2 separate regions of the Neogale vison genome follow, and region 2 is linked to region 1. A link is a contact called in public Hi-C data. All regions are on one chromosome and are shown on one strand. The core of a region is the stretch at or near the end of the contact, and the rest is flanking DNA. Distances in the headings are between cores, read along the strand shown. Region 1 holds the start of PCMTD2 (protein-L-isoaspartate O-methyltransferase domain-containing protein 2). Region 2 holds the start of LKAAEAR1 (protein LKAAEAR1).

Evidence for each region. A called contact is a pair of places that touch in the nucleus more often than the background predicts.
Region 2: a Hi-C map of muscle shows a contact between it and region 1, with 5 times the contacts expected there. The contact joins the promoter of LKAAEAR1 here to the promoter of PCMTD2 in region 1. A contact is called at or near these places in 2 of 3 Hi-C or Micro-C datasets (fibroblasts and muscle).

The regions. Positions count from the first base shown.
Region 1 is chr8:85,305-89,112 of ASM_NN_V1, reverse strand. It overlaps PCMTD2 (protein-L-isoaspartate O-methyltransferase domain-containing protein 2), which reads left to right and starts at 2,083. Exons shown (of 6, transcript XM_044262598.1): 1 at 2,083-2,185.
Region 2 is chr8:214,848-218,655 of ASM_NN_V1, reverse strand. LKAAEAR1 (protein LKAAEAR1) reads right to left here and starts at 2,067. Exons shown (of 3, transcript XM_044262609.1): 1 at 1,541-2,067; 2 at 1,213-1,335; 3 at 1,077-1,136. The coding sequence starts at 1,924. The coding sequence ends at 1,077. LOC122915872 (a long non-coding RNA gene) reads left to right here and starts at 1,591. Exons shown (of 3, transcript XR_006386099.1): 1 at 1,591-1,666; 2 at 2,061-2,221.

The DNA.
Region 1 (3,808 bases), core at 834-3,333:
CACCTCCAGCAGGAGAGTCCGTGGCCTTGCTGTGAGGGCCAGGCTAGCGGCGTCAGACACCGCTCCTGTCATGCTCAGAGATCACGCTGGTACCCGCGTCGCGGGAATACCCCACATAAAGTGCTTGCTGTGGCACTCTACAGAGATGACCTAAGTCTAAGTCTAAGGCTGGTGAGGCTGACACGGGGGGGTGGGGAAATAACCGTGGAGAGCCAAGCCGATGGGCCCTAAGGGAAGGTCTAAAGGACTGATGTGATCAGACTGTGCTTTAGGAAGATGACTTGGCAGAGCCCAGGGAGGGAGGGGTGGTGAGAGGGTATGCAGGAGGTCAGTGAACATTATCCCGGCTAGAAGTGAGGGATACAGGGCCAAGACAGAGTAGAGTATATGGAGGGTGTAGACCGTGGGGAGAGGGTCGAGGATGGCTCTACGACCTCTGTAATCTGAAACGGTCACAGATAACCAAAGGTACGCAGGTAGGAAGGACTCTGAGAGGCAGTGTCAAGGTCATGAGATTGGTGGCAAGCCTTATCCTCCCCAGGAGCTATGCTCGTAGCTATTGTAGAGATGGGGTAGGGGGCTACTGGCACCGTGTTCAAAGAAAGGGTTCTGCTGCTAGAAGCTCATCTGGAAAACCACAGGTAAGGCCGGACTGAAGTGAAAGGAAGAGTGGGGTAGAATTTCACCAGGTCTGCCAGGTGGGCCGTGCAGGTGGTTCACAAAGGGATACGCAGCATGTGCGCGGCAGAAGCTGGGTCCCAGGGTGCCGGGGCGCGGTGAGGGGAGGCAGCCTTGAGGACCTGGTCACAGAGCCACAAGGTCACTTTTGAGATGGGAATGACCTTGACTGATGCCCAGCCAAGGTTTCTCAGACCGTCCTACCCTGGAGGGTGGCGTGTGCAGATGCCACGTGCCTGGTCAACATCTCAAGCCTGATGCTGTCAGCACAACTTCCCTGCCGCAGATCAGGTCTAAAGTGAGCCCTTGGGGACTTGGCCTCCTATGTGGTGTCCCACAGGCCGCCGAAGCTTCGCTTGGCCTGTTTCACTAGGGCAACCAGAGCAGACACGTCCCGACCCTGCACTCTCTGTGTGGGACATACGCGGGGGCACACATACCCCAACTCCTCCAGGTCTGTAGGACCTTCCTCTTGCGGCCCAGCATGTCACCCCCGCCCCCCCAAGCAGTGCACTCCTCCTAGAGGCAGGCTTCTCCTCCTTCCTCCCCTGGATTTGGGAAGTTCTTATCTGCATAATGTTCCATTTCATATTATTCCTATTCATATTATTCAAAACCAGTTCTCTTTGCCTTGTAGGACCCAAAGAATTGTACCAGCCTGCCCCTTGCCCAGATGCCACCATCCTCTAGGAATAGAAACCTTGAGAACCCAGGCGCTGGGTCTTTGTGTCACTGCAGATGCCTGCGGCTGTCTATAGCGGAGACGGCTGTGCACACCGGCTCCACGACATGGGAATGTACGGGTTCACGGTTCACTTTGTGGGGCAGATCTTGGATGGGGTCTGCTCCAACTCTGTGTTTCTCCGCTGAGGCCCAGAAAAGAGGTGAAGGGTCTGCGCAGAGGCAGGTGTCCAGCCAGCTGAAGCCCAGGAGGGGTGGGGGCTGCTGTGGCCTCCTCTCAGGTGTGTGCACGGAGGGCGCTGCGGCTCCCTTCTCCTCTCGCGGGGCCGCAGCCATGGGACCCTCTCTTGGCACAGATGGATCCTTCTTGTCCTAGCACCTTGGCTCGAACGTCCCTTCCGTGTCACCCAAGCCAGAGAGCCACCGCCGAGAGTTACTGTCCATCACACAGTTTTTTTCTTTCTTTCTCACCTGTTGGCCCTTCCTCCCTGGGTCCCGGCTCTGCTGGTGCGTGGAAGTCATAACGCTGGCCTGCAGCTGTTCTCGGATCGCTCCCGCTCCAACACCCGGGAAGCGTGCGGGGCCTCCCACGCGCCTCGCGGACGGTCCGCGCCGGGGCCCACCGGCCGCGCCGTCGCCCCTTTAAGAGCCAGACTCGGGCGCACGCGCAGTCGGGCCGTTGCGCGCACAGGCGCAGTGGGGCGGCGGGTGTTTACGGCGGCGGCGGTCGGGAGGCGCAGCCGGGCTGCGGACGGGCGAGGGGCGCCGGAGGAGCTGCAGGTCGCGGCCTAGGCAGCCCGATCTCGCGGGCCGGCCGAGCCCGGAGGTAGAGCCGCCCTCGCCGCCGCCCTCGGCCCGGCCTGTGGCGGGCGGCGGCGTCGCTCCCCCCCACCCCTCCCTCCTCTCCGTCCTCCTCCCCTCCCCCGGTCCCGAGCGCCGGGACCCCTCCTCCGGGGGCCGTCCCCTCCGTTCCGGCGCCCCCCCGGCCTCTCCCCGCCTCCCCCCAGTTCGCGGACGTCTAGCTCCCCTCCCCCCACCGGCGTTCCCCAGCCTCCCCCGCGTCTGCCCTCCCCGTCCCCGGGTTCCCCCTCCTGCGTGTCCCCACGTCCCCCAACCCTCCCGGGGCGCGTGTCCTCTGGAGCGCGGCCCCGTCCCATGCGGCGCTCCGGGGGTGTGTCGGTGGGGGGGGCGTCCTGCTAACCCTCGGGCTCCCCGGGGCCCCCGCGGCCTCTCCCGGGGCCCCTCGCTGGCGCCTCTGGACGGGCGGGAGAGACGCGCGGCCCGCGCCGGGCGCGCCGAGCGGGAGACGTTTGCGGGGAGTCGCGCGGCGCGTGCAGGCGGGTCCGCGTTCGGAACAAATGACCTCGGACCTTTTCCGAAGCGACAGTCTGGGTGCACCCGCGGGCGCACCGGTGGAAGCTGCCCCTGTCGGTCTTGGGTTGCGAGTTCGGGGCCCGTCTTGGGTGTAGGGAGGACGGAACTTCCACTCTCCAGGGCAGAACCATAGGGGCAGTTGTTGCCCTTCCGACTGAGAAGTGGCTCAGAACCCCGGGACTCCAGGCCCCTGGAGAAGGTGGGTGGTTGGGGAAGGAGAGCTTGGCTGGCCTTGGTGCCGGCGCTTCGGGTTTTTCCGTGCCGACGTGTGCTCCAGCGTTGCCCCTCGGAAAAGTGACCCAGATCTCTGCCCGTCCCCTTTGTTCATCACTAGCCTGTCGTGGTTTTCTTCTTTCTTTCCGGCAGGGCAGTGGTCGAAGTCAACGGCTGCGGTTTGGGCGTCGAGTAGACAGTCAAGAATCGGTGCAGTCAGGTTCCTGCAGACAGCCCAGAACTTGGGGCTGTGCTCGGGTCAAGTAGAGCTTTAGAGGTGGAATGAGAGGGGGCCTCTGAGGGGATGGGGTCCGAGCGTAGGCCTCCTGGCCCCCACCTCAGCTTGTACCTAACCTGGGCCATCCCTGGGGGAGACAGGCTGTGGAGGTTCTAAGAACAGGTCAGTATTTGGAATTCTAGTTGTTAGAAAGCTTTTCTGTGTCGAGTAGAAATAATCTTCATCTAACGTGTTCCACGGATCCAGCTTCTGTCAGCTCCAGGAATGGTGTATACAAGGCAGCCTTTCTAGTGTTTGAAGAAAATCCCTCTCTATGAGTTCTGGTTTTCACGGCAAGTCTCTGTTTCTTTTAATTCTTCTGCCAGCAGGAGGTGTGGCTTTGGTTCTGTTTTCTGCTGGTCTCAGCGACCTGCGCCAGCCCCTGCAGTGACTGTAATCCAAGACAGCTTTCAGCAACAGCCGGCAGGAAACGGAAAGAAGAGTAGCGGGTTGTTACCTACAGAACCGGGAAAGCTGACAGCATACCTGGGGTCCCACAGTGAGGTGGGGGCCGTGAAGAGAGTTAGGGCTAGTTTCTGCTTGCATCGGGGTTGAGGGTGGAGCCTAGAGCTTCTCAGGCTTCCT
Region 2 (3,808 bases), core at 818-3,317, 130 kb before region 1:
CTCCCCACCCCCTGCTCAACCACGCCCCTCCCCTCATGACTGCCCGACTGCCCCGCACAGCTCTCCCCTTCCTCCTAGACCTGCCGCAGACTCCACAGGACCGAGGCCGGGGCAGCAACAGCACAGAAAGGGTGAAGGGTCAGGTACAGGGGGAGAAGGGCTTCCTGAGGGCCACTCAGCAGGCTTCCCTGGCCCTCCGGGGGGGGGTTGTCTCAAAACTTTCAGCCCCCACCACTGTGGCCATCTAAGGACTAGGAGGGAAGAAAGGTGAGACATGGCCAAGTTCTAGGCTCAAAAATTGTGTGTCAGCGAGAACAGTAAGTTCTCTACAGGAGAATCTGTCTACCAAGTTCAGTGTTTGGAGCCTCCGCGGGAGGGTTGGTCAGAACGGGACACGGGTGGTTTCCTTCCCTGTGTGTGCGTCTGTGTGTAAGGGGCACAGGGCAGAGCTGCGGAGGTTGTTCAGGATGAAAAGGTGATTTTCTGTCTGGAGAAGCAGGGGCCTTCCCGAGTCGGTCTCCCGTTCCCCAGTCTCCCCCACCATGGTCCCCCGGAGGACCCCGGGGGCACAGCTGGCTCCAAATGCCACCTTAGGCTTGTGCAGTCCCTCGTCCTGCCCAGAATGTCACCCTCCTCTCTGACCCCTGAAGGAATAACCTACAAATGTGGGGTCCCACTTGGGCCCCACTTTCTCCCTGAGCTTGCTCTTCACTGCTGGGGTTGGGACAGTGGTTGGCCCCGTTCTTACTCCTGTTCCCTCAGACAAGGGGCTGTCCGAGACCCGCAGGGCACCAGGTTGCCTGATTGGGGCAGCGCGGGATTTGAGGGATTACCAGCGTCCGATGTTGATCTGAACCTGCCCCTCCTTCTACTTTGTTGGACCCCCCTCCCCCACTCCCCCATCCGCGCCATGTATCCAGATGTCTGTGACATCGGATGCCAGGGAGGCTGCATCCACACTGTCCCTTTCCTTCTCGGGGAGCCTGGAGAGAGGCAGCGTAACGACCAGGGGATGCTTGGACAATGAGAACTTTATGTGGGAAGGTGGGGCGCGTTGGCACACTGTGGGGTCCCAGTCAACGTGGGAAGATGCTGCCATCAACTTGCTCCTCCAGGATGGTCTCCACGCGCCTCCTCTGCGGGTGAAAGGGGCTGGGGCCAGGTGCGCGGGAGAGGAGCGCGGGGAACCCCCCTTCCCGGGCCTCAGCGTACCTCTTGCCGGTCCAGGGGGTCGGGGATCCGCGTCGGCCTCAGCCGCGGCGGCAGGAACAGCTCCAGCCGGAGGGCGGCGCGCGCGGACTTCTGCTGCAGGACGAGGAGCGCGATCTCCTCCGCCTGCGGGTCGGGCCGGGGGTCAGGGCTGTTTCCGAGTCTACGCCTCAATCTGCTTTGCTCCGCCCGCCCCGGCCCCTCCCGCCGTTTGACCCCCCCCCCCACCCGCCAACAACTTTCCTCCGCGGACCAGGCCGGGTCTCCCCGCCCCGCCCGCACCCCAACCCTCCCGCCCGCGCGCCCCTTGCTTCCGGGCTCCGGGCCTCACTCGCATGCGGATGTAGCGCAGCCGCAGGGCCCGGATCCGTCCTCGGGCCTCGGCTGCCTTGAGGACGCCGAGCAGCAGGTCCTGGCGCGCCGCGGGCAGCTCGAGGGACTGCGTCCAGCCGCGCAGGTCGGGCATGCGGTCCCCCAGCTCCACTGACTCGCGGGGGAAGAGGGAGGCGGCCGCGCCCACGTCCTCCCGCAGGTCCCCGAAGAGCATGTGACGGCGACGCTGCGGGGGGCGCATGGCCGCCAGCCCCTCCAGCGACGCGGCCCAACCCGGCTTGGGGGGCTCCGCCGCGGGCGGCCCCTTGGCTCGCTCCTCACGGGACCCCTTCCCCGCGCGCTCCCGCGGGCCCCTGCGCCCGGCCTCCTTCCGCGCCTGCATCCTGGGCCTGCGGGGGGAGAGTGAGTCCCACTGGGCACCTGCCAGCCCCTCTGGCCTGGCCCCTCTCCATTCCCCGCAGCTGGCTTGAGGTTCCGCACCTCCAGCCTCTGCGCCTTTTTTTTTTTTTTCCTTTAAGATTTATTTATTTGAGAGCGCACGGGCGCGCGCAAGGGGAGCAAGAGGCAGAGGGAGAGACACTCTCAAGCAGATTCCCGCGCTGAGCCGGGAGCCCCACGCGCATCCGCTCACGACCTCAGCAGAAATCAAGAGTCGGTGCCCCAGACTCTGCACCTTTGGGTGAGCCTAGCACACGTCCTATTTATCCTTGCAGTCAGCCAGAAATTTCTGATTTACTTAACTTCAGAAAATTCCCTTTCTGCCCACGGGCTGCTTCTCTGTCCCCTGAGAAAATGCTGAGACCCCTGAGTTGACCTCCAGCCCTACACAGGAGTGGAGGCCAGTGTTAGACTGATGTGAGTGAGGCTTGGTGGACCCTTCCCCACAATTCTGGAACCCTTGATGTGCCCCAGGCCCCCATGGCTGTGGTAGCCAGTCAGCGGACCCCCAGACCCCTGGAACCCGAGGGCTGCTCTAGTCTAGGGGCTGGAGATGGAGGGGGTGGGCAGGGGAGACGTGTGTGCGAGTGTTTGTATGTTCTTGTATGGGTCCATCTGTGCGTCTGTGGAAGGTCCTACATGTGTTCCAGGGGCGCTGAAAGCGGAATGGTCAGCTGGCTTGCTGCCCAAGGTGGGGTGGGGGTGGGATAATGGGGGACCCCGCCCTCCTGGCCTGTCCCTGCTGGGTCTGGATGCAGGAAGGGAGAGCAGAGCCCAGGGTGGTGATAGACCAGTTAGGTCCCACAAGTGGGGAGAGGGAAATTCCCCTAGGGTCCTGGCTCAGTCCTGCAGGGCCCCTTCTCAGCCCAGAGCACCTCCGGCCCCAGTCCCTGGGCTTCATCCTGGCCACTGTGCGCAGGAGGCAGAGCCACAGCATGGCATCTACTGGCGGCCAGCTCCCTCCCCCACCCCATTCTTAGCTACCCCTCGATCCCCTTCTGTACACCCCATACTTTCCACTTTCTAGGGTCTGAGCCTCCAACTGAGTCCTGACTCCCTGGGGCTTGTTGACACGGTTGCCTGGCAACCAGCAATCCCACCCCCTCCGCCCTCTGGTGGGGAGGGGGAGCCGGGTGGGGGAGGGGAGCCGGGCTGTCCCTGGGGAGGGAAGGGCATGAGCCCAGCGGGGGGGGGGGGGGTGGGGGGGTGGGGGGGTGTCCAGGTTCTCAGAGGGTGCCTCCTTTCCAGGGGCAAAATGTCTACAGCTGTCCGGGCCCCTTCCTGACTGGAGGAAGTGACTGACCGCTTTTCCAGCCCCATGCCCTTTCTTGGTGCCCCGGGGAGCCCCAAACGCACTCTTCGGGGGTCTGTGGGGCCAGCTTCCTGGCTGGAGAGGTCTTGGGGGGGGCTAGTTTTGGGGGCAGAGGGCGTAGCTTATGAGACCTTCCTGTCTGATAGGTTTTTCCTGACGCATGAGCCAAAAGGGTTCCCACAGCCGCTATTGTTCAGAGGAAAGGGAAACTGGGGCAGAGCTCAGGACCCCTCACCTCTTCCAGGGCAAGTTTGGGGTCTCAGGGCTCCTGCAAGTTCCCAGAGCCAGATTTTGCTGAACCCAGAATTTCTGGGTCCTGGGTGCTGGGACCTAGATTTCTGTGGTCTGTTTGCGTATTTGTTAAGGCCGTACTGTTTTATAACCAATTCACTTATCAGGGTATTAATTCCGTACCTCACTCATGCGCTGGTCAGTGTTCTAGAATTCATGAAGGCCTAGGCTTGTGCTGCAGGTTGCGCCATAATCTGTTGGTGCACGGGGGGCCTCCAGGACACC